Regions from separate parts of the Rattus norvegicus genome. Here region 1 is linked to region 2. The links are chromatin contacts, called in public Hi-C maps. All regions are on one chromosome and are shown on one strand. Each heading gives the region's core, a stretch centred on a gene start, on an enhancer-like site or on the middle of the called end of the contact. The rest is flanking DNA. Distances are from core to core; before and after follow the strand shown. Region 1 has its middle 81 kb from the start of Shb. Region 2 holds the start of Slc25a51 (solute carrier family 25, member 51).

Region 1 (3,847 bases), core at 1,104-3,603, 200 kb before region 2:
AGTAATCTGCCAATGATCAGCATTTTTTTTTTGTTTTTTACATTGTTGCAAGTTTGTTGTTGTTGATGTTATAATGTCCCAAATACTGTATTTCTGTACTAGAAATCTAGGCTGACTGATCAGACTGCCCTAGAAGTTGAGGACTGTGGGTGGTTTATTCCTGCCCCTGTGGGGCAAGCCAGTGGGTCAGCTTTACTCTTAGTAACCATTAGTGGCTATTAGTAACCACGAGTACTGGATTAAACAAAGCTTTATATAGGGTGGGAGGGAAGGAAGTCGGCAGCAAAGGCCCACTTACTGATCACTGCCTCTGCTTTGCACCTGACTCTGCAGACGCAGAGATAAACTGTAAATAGTCCCCTGAGCCCCCAAAGCCCAGGATGTCTGAGCTGACAGATCTCAAAGCTGATTACAAAAGCCTGGGGTGCCACTGTCTGCCATAGCCCAGACAAACCCTGACTCACACAGGAAAATGCTATCGAGGTCACACACAACAGACAGTATCCCTGACAGCCCCCCTCCCAGAACTGAAGTCCACCACGATAGACAGATGGGCAGATGGAAATGCTGGGCAGCCAGCCCCCACCACAGCCTCTTCACCTCCACTTCAGTCAGAAGCCAGCTGAGGTGTGCAGGCTGCACCCTAGAAGAGGCAGGTGGTTCAGACATGGTCCCTGGGCACAAAGATTTCACGAGCAGGTAGGCAAGGTAAACCACAGGGGCAGTCATAGCCCACAGACACTCTGAACTTCCGAATGCAGGAGAAGGGAGACAGACTGACAGATAACAGCTTCCAAGCACATGGGGGACCAAACCTCGATGTCGCAGGTACAGAAACTGAGCATCGAGGGAAAGGGGTCATGTCTATAGCACCAATCGGTGGGTAGCAAAGCCAGGACTGGGGACCAGAACTCCCTTTCACCCTCTTCATACTCATCCCTTTTCAGTTTGAAGGGCAGAACCCATGATAACTTCATGAGCACCTACTCTCTCTGGCACTTGCTCGGATTTGGATGGCAGCAGATGAAGTGATTTGATGACCTCATTCACAAGGCTCCCAGTGACAGTCACCTCCGTTCTGGATCAGCCATGACTGTGATAGTCAGCTCAGTCTAGGACCTGGAGTTACAGAGAGGCACATGGCATGGGTCCCCCAGAGGGTCAGAATCATGGCTTGCCTCTCCATTATGGGGTCTCCCTCCGGGGGCTTGTGGATACCTTGCTGGGTCCCAGATTCGGGGACACACAGGAAGCCACATGTCAATAGTAGACAATACTTCAACTTCCCGTACCAGGTAGGGATCTTGGTCTTTCCAGCACATGGAGGCTTTAGGTGAATACAGGAGTATTTGTGGACCACAGCCTAGCACCCAAGCTCAGTCTTCTCCTCTGTAAAATGGCAGTTTGGGTTGTAAGGACCAAGCGGAAGATCAGGACCAGGTTCTGAGTGTGCTGTTCACACACCCTAGGAGCTCGGCACCGGCGTCAGCTGACGGCTGTCTACAGTGACCACAGTGGAGGGACTTTCTAGAGTAGACCGAGGCCACAGGTCCCAGACAGGATGCAAAGGGCCTGAGAGCCACAAGGGCTAGGGTTGGGGGATGCTCACTGGTCAAGGTTGAATCAGACAGGCCCGTGAGTAGAACAGACAGAGCCTGGGGCAACTCAGGCAGCATGGGAGCAGACAGCGGAGAATATAAATGACGGATGTCATAAAAAACAAAGCAGCCGGTGGATGGTGTCAGCTTTAGTGAGGTAAGTCAGCAAGGCCCTGCGGCACTGCAACCCATGTATTTAAACATATTGCTCAGGCTGTCCCCAGCATCCAGTGCGAAGCGTAAGACCATCATTTTGTTTGGATGATTGCTCAGGCGGAGGTCTGACCCTGGCTCTGCTCACTTGGTTTTATTTGTTTCTGCTAGATTTTTTTTTTTTTTTTTTGTCATCGTCGTTTATTTGCTCTGACACAGGGTCTTGCCATGTAGCCCAGGCTAACCTCAAATGTGTGGTCTATCTATCTGCTTTCCTCTCTTTTCTTGTGGATTAACCTCAGGGCCTCACAGGCCTGAGGCTAGTGCGCCCCACTGAGCCTCCCCTCCAGCCCTTCAGTCATTTTACATAATGAGCTTCTACATGGATTCTCTTTTTAATCACAAAACTTCTTAACTAAAATCCAAACCCAATGAGCTGGGAAAACTGAGGTCAATAAAGGCAGAGGCACTTGGTCAAGGCGCAGAGTTAGGCAGCCATCCCAGATCCAGGCGTCCCCTCCTCTGCCCTGTTAGGTCATCGTCCAGGATACCGAGGCTGTGGCCAAGAGCTGGGGCGGAGCTGGGCAGGGCCTGGGGCCTAGTGCCAAAGGGTAGGACAGCCAGGCTTCGCTCAGCGCTCCCACTGCTGGGAACAGAGCGCAGCCTGTCAGGCGGTGCCTCAGATTTACACACCAAGACATTCATCATTGTGCGATTTGTAATATTGAAAAGTTGGAAATGACCCAGCAACAGACTCATAAATTATGCCACAGGCTTTCTGTGGACTGCGGAGCCATCCAAGTTCATGTCTCTGGAGACTATTCAACACACACACATGCACACTCACACACACGCACACACACTCACACACGCACACATGCACACTCACACACGCACACTCACACACACACGCACACACTCATATGCACACACTCACACACACACTCACACACACACTCACACGCACACACACATACACACACACATGCACACACACACACATGCACACACGCGCATACACATGCTATGGGAAAAGCTGACCCCGATTTTAAAATAGTTACTATGGGGAGGCTTGGGGCAGTGCAATAGGCAGTCACTGTTGTCCTGCATGAGGGTCTGCCTCCTCCTGGGTTTGTTATTTTTCTGTTATCGTTATTGCTGTTTATAATAAGCAAACATGATTTACAATAAACATAAATCCATGAGTGTAACAGAATTTAAGATTCCCTGCTCAGGCCAAAGGTCCCAGCCACACCAAGCCCTTTGTTTTTTAGATCCTCACACAGTGTCTTCTTTCTCGCCCTTGTGTTTCCTGACCCCCGGGAATGTCACAGCTTAACACAAATGCAGCTTTTAATCCCTCTCACGACTCAGTCACCACGTTCTAATAGGCTTATTCTTAATTGCTGAGACGACAGTAAAGATTCTGAAGATATCCTAATACATCCTTGCATTTAGGAAAATGAAGTTCAAAACGGCGAGGGAGCCAGAGCCCCAGAAGATACTATTTGTGTTCTCACACTCTCTAGCTGCAAGCAATGTGTGGGATCTTCTTCCGGAAGAGACCTACCCTTCTCTTCCCTTCCCACCAGACTCATCAGTGGCACTAATAATCCCAGGCAACCCACTGTGCGTATGTGTGTGTGTGTGTGTGTGTGTGTGTGTGTGTGTGTGTGTGTGTGTTTTACCTGTATGTATGTATGTATGTATGTATGTATGTATGTATGTATTCATGCATGCATGTGCACCATATGTGTACTTGGTACTAACACAGGTCAGAAGAGGGCATCAGATCCCCTGAGACAGTTATGAGCTGCCAAGTGGATACTGGGAATTGAACCTGGGTCCTCTGAAAGAGCAGCCAATGCTCTTAACCACTAAGCTATGTTGGTATTCTGTCTAAGCTCCACCCCCACAGTTACCTGGCAACGGCCAAGTATGCTCTGCCCCACAGTTACCTGGCAACAGCCAAGTATGCCTGACTCACTATAAAAGGGGCTCCTTGCCCCCTCCTCATTTTCTTCTCTTCTCTTCTCTCTCTTCTCTTCTCTTCTCTCTCTTCTCTTCTCTTCTCTCTCTTCTCTTCTCTCTCTTCT
Region 2 (3,460 bases), core at 628-3,127:
ACAAGAAACTGGAGGTCTGCGCTGTGGCCTGTAGCAGGAACGTGCTGGCTCCGCTTCAGACACGAGTGTTCTGGTGATGAGGGATTGGCACTCTTCTGAGTCAGTTACACCCTGCCTGCATGTTTAATTTCAAGTTTTCCCTTCTCTTTATATAACCTTTCCATTCTAGTCTGGAATTAATTATTTATGCTGATGAACACACTGGATACCCGCCTGGTTTCTTTGCTTTTTGAATAATACATTGGAATAGAAATTCACAGAAGCCAAGGCAAACATAATTTTGAGGTAAATGCCCTTTCTCCAATTGTTGCCCGATTTGTTCTAAACCATAATGTGGCCTTGTCATCATTCTGTGATCCAAAAAAACTGTCCCTTTGTGCCTGTGACTGGGGAGGTTCACACTAACAGGCCCACTCTCTGACATTTACTGTCTTATCCCCTCCCACTGCTGAGGTGACTTCCGTTACTGGCCCAAATTCCATCCGCTCATCCTGAGGTCCAGTTCAAACACCTCTTACCTATGAATCTGCCCCTGGTTCCTTCCTAAGGGGGAAAGCCTCTCCTACTCCCACATTTGTAGGCTTGAGTCCATCAGACTCTGAACTCCCTCGGAGGTACCTCCTCAAGGGGCCACGACTGTGTGTGTGGCAGAGGACACTATCATTGTGGCCCAACACAAAATCATGAACCTATTTTAAAAATTGAGGGTTGGGTGCTGGAGAGGCTGCTTGGTCACTCGGTTGTTAAGAACATATACTGCTCTTGTAGAGGACTTGAGTCTGACACCCACATGGGATGGTTCACAGCCTTTAGTAATTCGAGGATCAAGGAGCCTGAAGCCCTATTTCTGGTCTCTCTGGGTACTTATACACATGCGCTAACAGTAGAGTAAATCTTTTTTTTTTTTTTGGTTCTTTTTTTCGGAGCTGGGGACCGAACCCAGGGCCTTGCGCTTCCTAGGCAAGCACTCTACCACTGAGCTAAATCCCCAACCCCTATTTTCTTTTAAAAATGAATGTTTTGTAAATTTTTTCCTCTTAGGAACTTGATTAAATGAATCTCTAGATAAACTTCCTTTAAGGATGCTTTGCAACACCAAGATTGACTCTCCTGTTTGCTGACCTAGGAGGGGAAGCGTGGTTTCCGACACGGTTAGAAGCCTGTAAACACTGAGCAGGCTGGGTCACCCACCTAGAGAAGGTATGGGATGTTAGGTTAATCCCAGTTCTAAATAGCATACACTTCGTGCACATCCGGGAGTCTGCTGAAGAGCCTGCTCACCTTGTCCCTTCTGTCCACTGACATGTGTCGCCTGTGGTTCTGCAAATCAGAACCATTGTTCGAATGTCACAACACCGGGGAACCCATGCACGGAAAAGAGGAATAACTTGCCAAAAGTCACTCAAGGGATGACACGGCTATAATTGTGACCTGGCCTAGTGCTTCTTCCAAGACCCCCCAAACTGTGTGAGCATCTAAGGAAAAAGAGGCTAGCTGTATGACCGCATGTGCACACAGGTGTCCTGTGAAGTGCGGTGACAAAGAGCTCTCCACCAAGCTTTGAGAACACCTAATCAGAAGCTTTCGCGCCTTCACGCACGCGCCATCTATAGCCTTAGATCTCACTACAAGCTAGAGGACGCGTTTGCTGTTTTATGGTACAATAAAGCCACCGTATAACCTCAGCTTAAGGACGGGGTGGGGGGGACCAGCGGCACCCTTAGAGCATGGCAAAAGGTGTGACAAGAGTCACTAGCAGATCCGACGCTGTACAGGGAAGCCACAACGATACCCACACCCAGAGCAGGGCGGTGCCCTGTTCACGTGATCCGACAACGCCCCGCCCCGGCCCTGCTTGGGTCGAACCTGTCTGCGCTTGCGCGGGCGCGGGCTCGCTCGCCGGCCGTCCTGCGGGCGGGCGCCGGGGGCCATGGGTGAGTCCTGTGTCGGGTAGGGAACGGCGGCCCGTGTGCTCCAGCTTCTGGCCATAGAGAAGAGAGGCTTAGAGCAGGGTCGTGGGCTGGCGAGTTCCAGGTCCTGCGCTCGCATTACGTCTGGGCCCGGCGGCTGCGGCCGGGTTCCGGCCCAGGGGCCTGTGGTGCTGCGGCGCGCTCCGGCAGGGAGGCGCCCACAGCTCGGAATCTGCAGGCCCAGGGGATCGCCGTGGCTCGTGGTTCCCTTTGTCTGCGCCCCGCGGGATCGCGGTGGTCCGTGGTACCTCGTGGTGCTGGCGATTCCGCCCAGGGCCTCTCGGACCTCAGGGAGTGGGCAGATGGAAGCCTGGAGAATGCTCGTTTTGAGACACCATGTTTCATCGCGCAGTAAACAGTCTAAGCCGGGCGGGTGGGCGGGCGTCAATTGTTCCATTCTGTGCGGATTGTTGTATCTAGCTTAGGTAGAGGGTGTCAGCACCTCAGCCATGTTTACGACTTTTAGCTTAACCTTTGTTTTGGCCCTTACAGTCTGCCCAGCTGGTCCTAGTGCCCACCTTCTGTTTTGTTTTTACCTGTAGTCTGTTGAACAGAAGAATGAACTGTATGTGGAGTGATCATACCAAAATGGACCTCTGGCGTCTTTGCTTTGAAAGTATTTGAAGACTTAGGTCCAGGGCACATGAGAAACAAATCAGAGTCACCGTTAGTGTTTCTCCTTATGGCGACAAGACACTTCTGACAAGAATTGACTCTAGTCACCCTTGTCAGGTAGAAGGGAGCCAAGCTAGTGGATTTTCATCACAGGTGTAGCTTTATATTTGCAGTGGTAAAGTCACGCTGTAACTAGCACTTGAATCCTGCCTAACCCTGTTTTTGAATGCTGACTCAGACCTGCTGACTAGTGGGAATTCACATCTTTTGAGAATTACAGTTACCCTTTGCCCTGTTTTTGGACAAAGACCTTTGTACTAAGGTCATATCTGGCTTTTGCATATCCCTGTGGGCCGAAAGTTACATGGAATATTTAGAATTTACACTGTTTCTTACATCACAGAAGTTTGACCCTTGTTGGATCCAAGTGGATTTTGCTCCCTTGTGATAGGTTTGGTGGCTTATAGCAAACTAGTGCAGTCATGGTAAATGCATTTATAGTAAATTGCAAAGGAGAAATTTAAATAGAAACCAGTTCATCGGAGTTTAGTCAGTGATGAGAGTGTAGTAGCCAAAAACATGCCATGTTTTAAAATTTAAAAAAAAAAATTATGCCAAGGTGCTTGAATGGAGGTCAGAGGGCAACTTTCCAGATTTTTTCCGTCCACCTCCGGAGTAAGTTTGAGCTGATTGGCGGTAAACTCCTTACTTGATGAGCCATCTTGCCCACTCCCATATTCCAGACTCTTATCAGAACACTGCACACTGTCTTTCCTTCTTGCTGCTGCCTTAAGAAACTTGTTACAGGCTGCAGAGATGGCTCAGCTGTTAGAGGCTAGGCTCAAAACCAAAAAAAAAAAAAAAAAAAAGAGAGA

The links. A called contact is a pair of places that touch in the nucleus more often than the background predicts.
Region 1: a Hi-C map of kidney shows a contact between it and region 2, with 5 times the contacts expected there. The contact joins the enhancer-like site here to the promoter of Slc25a51 in region 2. A contact is called at or near these places in 11 of 12 Hi-C or Micro-C datasets (the Rat2 cell line, Schwann cells, frontal cortex and 6 more).

The regions. Positions count from the first base shown.
Region 1 is chr5:64,659,852-64,663,698 of GRCr8, reverse strand. No RefSeq gene overlaps it. Among named protein-coding and RNA genes, the nearest start is that of Shb, 81 kb to the right of the region's middle. Within about 2 kb of position 2,353, at least 35 of the 93 cell types and tissues checked have an H3K27ac peak or open chromatin away from gene starts, as enhancers often do. A contact at or near this core is called in Schwann cells, hepatocytes, kidney and 2 more, where this site is marked.
Region 2 is chr5:64,457,421-64,460,880 of GRCr8, reverse strand. Slc25a51 (solute carrier family 25, member 51) reads left to right here and starts at 1,877. Exons shown (of 3, transcript NM_001024785.3): 1 at 1,877-1,934.